3 separate regions of the Mus musculus genome follow, and regions 1 and 2 are each linked to region 3. The links are chromatin contacts, called in public Hi-C maps. All regions are on one chromosome and are shown on one strand. The core of a region is the stretch at or near the end of the contact, and the rest is flanking DNA. Distances in the headings are between cores, read along the strand shown.

What was found. A called contact is a pair of places that touch in the nucleus more often than the background predicts.
Region 1: a Hi-C map of bone marrow-derived macrophages shows a contact between it and region 3, with 21 read pairs. The contact joins two enhancer-like sites. A contact is called at or near these places in 1 of 484 Hi-C or Micro-C datasets (bone marrow-derived macrophages) and 2 of 115 datasets of contacts at active chromatin or transcription factors (extraembryonic endoderm stem cells and regulatory T cells).
Region 2: a contact with region 3 is called in a Hi-C map of liver, with 6 times the contacts expected there. The contact joins two enhancer-like sites. A contact is called at or near these places in 1 of 39 promoter capture datasets (hippocampal neurons), 1 of 15 datasets of contacts at CTCF or cohesin (large pre-B cells), 14 of 484 Hi-C or Micro-C datasets (CD8 T cells, Th1 cells, cardiomyocytes and 6 more) and 4 of 115 datasets of contacts at active chromatin or transcription factors (astrocytes, embryonic stem cells, extraembryonic endoderm stem cells and 1 more).

What each region holds. Positions count from the first base shown.
Region 1 is chr10:119,038,731-119,042,141 of GRCm38.p6, reverse strand. All of the region lies in intron 3 of Gm33677 (predicted gene, 33677), which reads left to right. Among named protein-coding and RNA genes, the nearest start is that of Gm33677, 10 kb to the left of the region's middle. Within about 2 kb of position 1,756, at least 40 of the 459 cell types and tissues checked have an H3K27ac peak or open chromatin away from gene starts, as enhancers often do. A contact at or near this core is called in bone marrow-derived macrophages, extraembryonic endoderm stem cells and regulatory T cells, where this site is marked.
Region 2 is chr10:119,064,186-119,067,421 of GRCm38.p6, reverse strand. It overlaps Gm33861 (a long non-coding RNA gene), which reads left to right. Exons shown (of 4, transcript XR_380851.2): 4 at 1-17. Among named protein-coding and RNA genes, the nearest start is that of Gm33861, 10 kb to the left of the region's middle. Within about 2 kb of position 1,846, at least 142 of the 459 cell types and tissues checked have an H3K27ac peak or open chromatin away from gene starts, as enhancers often do. A contact at or near this core is called in extraembryonic endoderm stem cells, hepatocytes and liver, where this site is marked.
Region 3 is chr10:118,764,411-118,767,555 of GRCm38.p6, reverse strand. The region is part of intron 1 of Gm33439 (a long non-coding RNA gene); the gene reads right to left. Among named protein-coding and RNA genes, the nearest start is that of Gm33439, 19 kb to the right of the region's middle. Within about 2 kb of position 1,520, at least 122 of the 459 cell types and tissues checked have an H3K27ac peak or open chromatin away from gene starts, as enhancers often do. A contact at or near this core is called in bone marrow-derived macrophages, extraembryonic endoderm stem cells, hepatocytes and 2 more, where this site is marked.

The DNA.
Region 1 (3,411 bases), core at 507-3,006, 270 kb before region 3:
AGTGTGGTCACCTCTTCCTTTGTGTAATCTTAATGGTGACTGGAGTAGACATTCAGTTATTTCTAAAAGGTTCATTTTTAGTTTATATGTCCAGATGTTTTTTTCTGTGTGTGCACCACATGCTTACAGTGCCCAAGGAAGCCAGAAGAAGGCATTAGATCCTTGGAACCGGAATTACAGCAATCATAAGTCACCATGCGACACTGGGAATTGAACCTGGGTTCTCTGGGAGAGAAGTCAGTGCTTTAAACCACTGAGCCATCTCTCTAGACAGTTTTTAACCAAGAAAATGGTAAAAATGCCATTTGTACAAGTCTTTCATGTGTTAGAATGGTTGTAACAGTTACTGGGGGTTTTCAGGAGTTCTTTGTGTTTCTTAGATGATATTGGGAAATCAGGGTTCCCCCTTGGGGTTCTTAGTTTCAATGAAAGAATTGAACGAAGCTCAAGGCTAGTGTTATTAGTGTTTTTTAAAAAGCCCCAGGGTGGGCAGCTGTAAATCCCAGCAGCTGCCTGGAGAATGTCGGTGAAAAGGAGGTGGGGGTGGGCAAGGCCTGACATTTGAGTGGGAGGGGGCTTTAGAAAGAGCATGGAAGTCCAAAGTACCATGGTGTGTGTGTGTGTGTGTGTGTGTGTGTGTGTGTGTGTGTGTGTGTTTGCATGTGTGCTCACACACCTATACACAGCATGTACACAGACATAGGCACACTTAAGGCAGTGGCTCTCAATCTATGGGTTGAAATCCCTTGGGGGGGGGAGTGTCTAACAACCCTTTCACAGGGGTCACATGTCAGATATGCTGCATTTCAGATGTGTAGTACAACCACGTTATGCTTATCCCCAACTAGCTCACAAATAAATGAGACTCCGACTATGGTTATTTTACTTGGCGTTGATAATTACTGGGGGTCACCCTTAATCTACTCTTTTGACTGCTGGCCTGGCTACCTTCCCAGGGGTATAACCCCAGATACTTGCTGTTTCTCCTGGCCACATGCTCACGGTCCATCTCTTCTCTTGGAGGCTTCCTCTTCTCCCCTCATCCCTCCTCCTTCTCCTCCTGGTCCCCACCCCCTCCTTCTCCACTGCCAACCAGGTTACTCAAAACCCATCTACCTTGAATCCCTCCAGTAATTGGATTCAACCAATTTTATTTAACCAGTAGTTTTAAATCAAAGAATAAGGTTTGCACAACAAAAGCTTGTCAACTCTAGGGTCCAGACATTTGGGCACAGAATTTAGCATTACAATACATAACAACAGACCAAACTCAACACTGATATTACATTACGATTCATAACAGTAGCAAAATTACAGTTATGAAGTAGCAAGGAAAATCATTTTTATGGTCGGGGTGAGGGGTCCCCACAGCATGAGGAACTGTATTAAAGGGTTGCAGCATTAGGGAGGGTGAGGACCAGTGGCTGAGGAGTTAGCATCTAGAAGAAAGAGACAAAAGAAAGGAAAAGTTGCCCTTTCCTGAGGCAAAGAAGAAGGGCTGGGCTGAAAGTAGAATGGGTATCTGAACCATTCTCCCAGCTTCCCTCTCTCCCATGGTGATCCTAGGAAAATATTCCTCACAGTGATTCTGGGACCCACAGACATTTTGTGTCTGCCTCTCTGAATCATTTTCCCACCAGACACACCTAGAGCTGGAAAGAAGAGCAGCCTGGCGTGGGTCTGTTGGAGTGGTATTGTTAAGACTGTCTGTGTCAGCAAGGGCTGAGGTCAGAGCATATGTCACGTGTCCCTGAGGCTCACTCCGACACAACTGGGACAATGGTGAGACAACAGTGCCTAATCCAGCTGGAGAGTTGCTGAACACCCCGCAGCTGAGGGCCCCACTGCTTTCTAGCAGTAACTAGGGCTCTTTTATCAACCCCCAAGTCATGATTTCCCTCAATATACTAAATGTTTTAAAAAGAAGAAAGCCATTTTTAAAGGGCTGACACTCACAAACAGTCAAAAGCTGAAGTGGTACTCTTCCCCTCACAACACATTTTAAAGTTTTAGAAAAATCTAGAAAGGAAGTAGCCAGACTAAGGCACTTTCTTTATTTCTAAATCTTTTTTGTTTTGTTTTGTTTGTTTGTTTTTTCTGGATCTTAAAAAAAAAATGTATATGTGATCTTCAGGAAGGAAGGGGAAGATATTTATAGGCTGTTCCTGACTTCCTGTTTCTAAAGATAGTCTGCTAGTATCTACAATTTCTGTTCAGAACGTTGGCTCTACTTGCATGACAAAGGACGCAGTGTTCAGAGACCTCCCTTCCTCCCCACATCTTAGGCATTTGCTGCCATACTTATGAGGACCTTTGGAGTCCTGATTTAGGTGACTTATAAACCCCTCCCTCAGGGTGGGGGAGTAGGTTTACCATTGCCGAATCTCTTCTAGAGAGCCTCACTGCCTCAAGCAAAGACTGAACCTAAGGGTCTGTCCGGGTCCATCCATTCCTTGCTGGTGCTTGGAGTGCTTGTGAAAAGACGCCTGTCACATTTAAACTGACTTTAATATTATTTAAAGAAAAATGATTACCTACTGAGTTCAAAGCCATAGTTCAGACAGGAAAGGGGGTGGGCAGGTGGGTGTTTTTAGTGTTTCTTGAATGTATCAAAACTTCTTCAAAATCCTACAATGTGCCAATTCATTTGAGACTTCTTACCATTTGTTTCAAACAGGTAAGACTTTGTTGCCTCGAGTCTTCCAGAAGCAGAAGGCCCCTGGAGTCTTGGTTTATTTGGTAGGTCAGCCAGATGCTAATACTGGGGACCCTGCCCTATGTGTCCTTTGATTTAGCCCACAGATATATCTCTACCAAGATCAAGAATTGCTGACGACTACTGTAACAAAAAGGAGCAGCCATTGCCTGGGCTCACCTCTGAAGAGCTTAGAGGCACCGGCTGCCAGCAATGAGTGCTTGCAAGAGGGAGGGACTGCGCTCCTGGAAGGGGCGCCCGCCCAACCAGATGTGGGACTTGTGTCTGAGACCTGAGATGGGGAGGGGAGATAGGAGGACAGGACTAGATTGCTATGCAGGGAACACCTGCAGGCAGAGAGGACAAGGCCATGGAGGTACACAGAGAGGAGGAAAAATTCAGTGTCTCAGAGCATCTAGGGCAAATGCGTCCATTGTGACAGAATCAGCCCTGGGAAGACAGTCATAGGAAGGAGTGTGAATTCTCCAAATTGCTGAGGACAGACAGTGTTCTCCAGGCGACCCTCCTTTATCCCCTCTGGGTTTCTAGAACCCCATCCCTTGGTTCCCATCTTTTATTCATCGTATACCAGTTTTTGACATCTTTCTCCCCTCTGAGACCTATACCCCTTGGCTCTTCATGCCTCTTATAATTCGTTCACACTTTATAAGGTGGTTTAATTTAATCACAGGGCTTTAAATAGCATCTTCACCCCT
Region 2 (3,236 bases), core at 597-3,096, 300 kb before region 3:
CGAGGATGTGGAGAAAGAGGAACACTCCTCCATTGTTGGTGGGATTGCAGGCTTGTACAACCACTCTGGAAATCAGTCTGGCGGTTCCTCAGAAAATTGGACATAGTACTACCGGAGGATCCAGCAATACCTCTCCTGGGCATATATCCAGAAGAAGCCCCAACTGGTAAGAAGGACACATGCTCCACTATGTTCATAGCAGCCTTATTTATAATAGCCAGAAACTGGAAAGAACCCAGATGCCCCTCAACAGAGGAATGGATACAGAAAATGTGGTACATCTACACAATGGAGTACTACTCAGCTATTAAAAAGAATGAATTTATGAAATTCCTAGCCAAATGGATGGACCTGGAGAGCATCATCCTGAGTGAGGTAACACAATCACAAAGGAACTCACACAATATGTACTCACTGATAAGTGGATACTAGCCCAAAACCTAGGATACCCACGATATAAGATACAATTTCCTAAACACATGAAACTCAAGAAAAATGAAGACTGAAGTGTGGACACTATGCCCCTCCTTAGAAGTGGGAACAAAACACCCATGGAAGGAGTTACAGAAACAAAGTTTGGAGCTGAGATGAAAGGATGGACCATGTAGAGACTGCCATAGCCAGGGATCCACCCCATAATCAGCATCCAAACGCTGACACCATTGCATATACTAGCAAGATTTTATCGAAAGGACCCAGATGTAGCTGTCTCTTGTGAGACTATGCCGGGGCCTAGCAAACACAGAAGTGGATGCTCACAGTCAGCTAATGGATGGATCACAGGGCTCCCAATGGAGGAGCTAGAGAAAGTACCCAAGGAGCTAAAGGGATCTTCAACCCTATAGGTGGAACAACATTATGAACTAACCAGTACCCCTGAGCTCTTGACTCTAGCTGCATATGTATCAAAAGATGGCCTAGTCGGCCATCACTGGAAAGAGAGGCCCATTGGACACGCAGACTTTGTGTGCCCCGGTACAGGGGAACGCCAGGGCCAAAGGGGGGGAGTGGGTGGGTAGGGGAGTGGGGGTGGGTGGGTAAGGGGGACTTTTGGTATAGCATTGGAAATGTAAATGAGCTAAATACCTAATAAAAAATGGAAAAAAAAAAAAAACAAAAAAAAAAAACAAAAAAAAACAAAAAAAAAAAAAAAAAAAAAAAAAAAAAAAAAAAGAAGCACTCTGCAAAGGGACAAAGCAGGAAGCCGCTGAGGCTGAGAAGGACGGACCAGGACAGCGCCCTCTAGTGGGACGTGGCTTCTAGATTAATAGGCCTGGCAGCAAGCTCGCTTTTGCTGGTTTTTAAAGCAGCAAAGGGTAATTTTCCCACGTGGATTTATGTTTGAAGATATCCCTAGAAGGTTTAAGCACAATTTCTGGTTGCTTTTAACAACTGGTAATCTCAACTCGGTATGCAATTCAAATGACGGCATTTTCTTTTTTTCAGAGAGCCAGATTAACTGAGCACTATATTCCAAATAGGCGTGTTGTAAAAGTAGTTTTTGCATTTTGGAGTAAAGTGTTTTAAAATATGCTTTTGTAATTAGATTATATTTAAAAAAACAAAACAAAACAAAAAACCTTATCTTTCCCACCTGGGCAGGGTTTAAACAAAGCCCAGGCAGTTTAAGGCTATTTTTAGTTCTGATTACTTATTCAGCTAAAATAATCCCAGGTTCAGCGGTTTATCTGGAGGAGGCACGACAGCTGGGCTCTCCCAGGCAGCCTCAGGTCAAAGCCTACGTCTTTATCAGGATCACGTGCTCTCCGCCTCCCCCGAGGACGGGAGGGAGAGCATACGAGGTGGCATGCTCTGTGACGCTAGTGTCGGTTTCACCAGCCTGGAGCCAGCAAAGTGGAGGAGAAACTGCTGATTCAGGGGCCTTCGATATGGCTGAGCTCACAGCAGGGAAAATAGGTCACTAATGACACGTGGCAAGAAGCCAAAAAAAAAAAAAAAAACCCAAAACAAAACAAAAAAACCCAGTGGCCAGGAGTTCTGAGAGGTCTGCCAAGGTCTGCCATGGGCAGGATCCATTGTCCTTGAATTCCAGAAAGAAAGCAGCGTGCTTTAATTTACTTAAAGTAGTCACAGGGCCACGGGACTCACGGGCTAAGACCATGATCTGGTCCCCCGTACACCGCGATGGCCCCAGAGTCCCTTCGCTTTGAGTTCTCAAGCTGAGACTATTGCTTGTTTTCCTCCGAGGCAGCAGGGGCAAAAGTGGCAATCTTAGCCTCCGTGCTTTCTTGTCCACTGAAGGGGTTCGCATCAGCGTGGCCTGAACCACGGCTGATCTTCGAGAAGCATCTCTCTGGTTCTAGGCAGAGGGTGTCCGGTGTGGTCCTTACGTGCTAAGACAGTGTTTTACTTTATCTTGGGGAGTGTCTCTCTGGACTGATGTGCCCTGGCTATGTTACTAGTTCTGTAGAAGAAGGAGGAGACGGAGAGAGAGGTTGGGAGTGTGTGGTGTAGACCCGGAGGTTCTTTCTCTCCCTTATCCCAGCCAACACCCCTGGAAGGATGCTAAATCAATTTTGTAGGAACAGCTCCAATACAGCAGGGTTGTCAGAGGAGCCCAAGGAAGCTCTTATCAGATGAGTTTCCAGGTCATGGTGCCATTGTTGGCAGAGGGACCACAGTTCAAGACACCCTGATCTAGGGTAGTCTTGGCCCTACCCACCTCATGAATAATTTCCACAATGCCTAGAACTTGCTCCACGGGTCAGTAATCACTTTAGAGTAAGACACATCTTGTTCATCTTTAATTTCCAGGCTCCATCAGTGCCCAGCACAGAGACAGAACGCAGAGCGCAGCGGTGGATCGCATTAGCCAGTGACTAAACCCTCTCGTGTGATAGTCTATCAGCAAATAAGATGGGTCGCAGAGCTGCTCTTCTCTAGGGCAGGGATTAGCCCACGTGGGATATTGATTTCCTTGACGGCCACTGATGAAATTGCTAAAATTAACATTAGAAATGACAGCGTGTCGAGATAAAAAGCTGGGTGGTATGATGTCATCAGAAGTGCCGGGGTTGAGGAAGAAGTCAGGCTGATTTTGGGAAAAATAAGCCTATCAAGTGGAGGGGAAGTGTACATACTATTTGTGATAAGGGACACCCTTTGTGAGTAGAGCATAATTAACACAGAGACCTGGGTGGGGGCATCGAGACATGGCTACATAGGTAGACAGGCAAACACAGGGATCTCATTGTGTATCCTCATCAGACATGTAA
Region 3 (3,145 bases), core at 271-2,770:
TCCTCTTCCTCCTCTTCTTCCTCCTCCTCCTCTTCTTCTTCTTCTTCTCTTCTTCTTCTTCTTCTTCTTCTTCTTCTCCCTGCCCCTTCCTCTCCCCCTCTCCCCCTCCCTCTCACTCTCTCTCTGTGCATGTGTGCATGTGTGTGTATGTGTGTGTGTGTGTGTGTGTGTGTGTGTGTGTGTGTGCATGTGTGTGTGGGGTACACTTTGAAAAATGCAGCTCATGTCCATTAGAAAAATAATTATCAGAGAATATTCTTCATATAGGAGACAGGTTCTGGATAGCAAGCTTCATTCATCCCCTGCAAGAAGAAGCTGAGGCAAAGAAATGACGTGTGTCAAGGATCTCTTCCTTTGCAATGAACTCTGGGTGGGATACTTCAGTAGCATGAACAAGAATTAGAACTGTAAAAATACGTGTTTACATTCCGCATCTTATCTGATTCATGTGCGCCTCTTAACACCATGAGGCTGACACTATTCTCGGATTTTTCTAGGTGCTAAACACTAGTTCCAAAGTTCACCTGCAATAACGGCCAGCTAGTTAGCAGCAGACCTTGAACTCCTGCTCATATGTGAAGCAAAGGTGAGACCAATCTCCTTCATATTAACAAGTACATAACCATCAGCCAACCTCCCTTACACACAGCAGCGAGAATGGCTTTTTTCCTAACACAAAAAGGGTTAGAAATGAAAGCTAAGACCATTGGGGTGGGGGATGGGGGGAGAGAAGCAGACAAGGGCCTGAATGTGGCCACATGATTGTTTATATCCCTATCCAAGGGAAAAGCATGGGAGGGTCACATCGAGAATAGCTCAGTGTCCAATATCAGCACCAGTATGAGCTCTGCTAGAGGTAGAGATTGGGAAATGTCCTCACATATCCCAATCATTTATTTTCTGTTGTAAATGCAAAATTCTCAGTAAGAGTTTACAGCAGAATGGCAACCTATTTAAGGAAAAGAGAGATTCTGTAACTTCTTAGGACATGGATAAGAGAGAGCAGATTCTTTTACATAAAGCATGTTGTGGGAGTCATGTTGCCATCACAGAGATCTTGTTCCCTGTAGCGGTAGATTCCCTCCTCCTGTTTATTTATTTGACCACATTCTGTTTTTCTAGCTGTTTGAGTTGAACTTCTGTGCTACCGGCTGATAACAGATCCAGGCCTGAGCAGGGCAGGCAGGGCTGTCAGTCGCCTCACATAACCTTAGCTGATAGACTTTGAGAGTCATGTTTTGAGTTCTTATCCTGAGTTCAATATGCCTGGGATTAGTCTCTGAATCACACAGCCTTTTACGACTGCTGTGGCAGCCTAGGCACACAAGGGGCTTCCCCTAGGCAGGCCACAAGTTCCTTGTTGTGACAGGCACTCTGTTTTGAAAGGCATTCGCTTCTGAGTGCAGACTGTTTACTATCTGTTATCCTTAAAAGGCCCTTGCCTAGATTCTGCTTAAGACTGGACCGTGATCTGTGCACCTGACACGACTGGCTGAAGTTTGCCCTGTGTGTACAGGAAAACACACACCCTCCCTGGTACAAATTCCAACCTTATCAAGTACTATCAGCGTCACCTCATGTGAGTTACTCAAGCGTCCTGGCCTTTGTCCCCCTCACCCATAGAGAGGGTACACTCTAAGGCCCCCTTCACAGGAGGGAGGTTATTTATTAGGAGTGGTCCATTCCCCCTCCCCGGTCTGAGGAGGACTTAGGGGCTATGCCGATATTGATTAGTGTGTTTTTCACAACTTGCAGCTAGTTGAACAGTGAGGACATTTATGGCCTCATAGGAGATGAAGTCTAGAGTCAGGAGCTCTGTGGCTCCTACAATCTAATGAGGGCCTCAACGGTTCAGCTTCCGTTTTCTGTCTCTGCATAGCTGTGTACCCAGAGGAGTTCGTCAGCAGTAACTCCTCTCCTTGGTGATGAAGCCACGGATACCAAGGTGCTGTTCATCTCCCTCTGGATTCTGGGAGAGTCTTCTCTCTGGTTTCTGGAACCCCAGTTCTTTCTGTTGCTTTGTTCAGACGAACTAAAATTAGGCCATTCTCTTGACTGGTAATTTTAACTGAAGGTGCTGGCTGTTTTGATGTTTCTGAACCACCATAGTGAACAAAATACCACGATTGCCCCGGCCTCATCAGGGCTCTTTCGAATATTACTGAAGGTATCTATCTAGTAAGGAGAGAGTGTCGTGAATGTTAAGAATAAGACTGCATCACATGGGCGCTGGGGAGATTGTTTTGTGATGTGTTTGCATTGCATACACACTATGGGATGAGTTTGGATCCCCAGCAATATATAAACGCCATGCCTACCAGTGTACAGTGGAATCCCAGATATGCAGATCTGCCTAGCAGCATCAGTATGCAAGCCAATGCCAGTGTGGGTGGGGACCAGCAAGAATCCCTGCCAGCAAATCAGTGTTTCTGAACCTTCTTAACGCTGCGATCCTTTAATACAGTTCCTTATGTTGAGGTGACCCCCGGCCATAAAACCATTTTCGTTGCTACTTCCTAATGGTAGTTTTGCTGCTGTTATGACTTGTAATGTAAATATCTGATGTGCAGGATATGTGGTATTTGACCCCTGTGCAAGGGTTGTTCAAAGCCCAAAGGAAAGTTGAAGCCCTTAAGTTGAGGACCATTGGTCAAGATGAAGAGCTAAAGGCAATAAAAACTGTTAAGAGAGAGAGAACTAGCATTCACCACAAATAAACTCCCTAAATAGTTATCCAAACTCAAATGTTCAGCCTTAAAATGCGCGCGCGCGCGCGCGCACACACACACACACACGCACACACACACACACACACACACACACACATTATATCTATATCTAATCTATATATCTCTTTTTTATCTATATCTATCTTTTTGTCTATCTTATCTATCCATCAATCAACTATCTATCATCTACCTATCTGTCCTATCTATCTATCTATCTATCTATCTATCTATCTATCTATCTATCTATAATCTATCTATAATTTAACTATCTATCTCATATATATCTTTATAACCAACACTAAATGGACCTAGCAGGTTGCATCTATACACTTATTTTCATATGCACATGTGCCTAACAATAATAATTTAAAAATAAGAGGCCATGAATTTGAAAAAGGAGTGGGGGTCATGGAAGG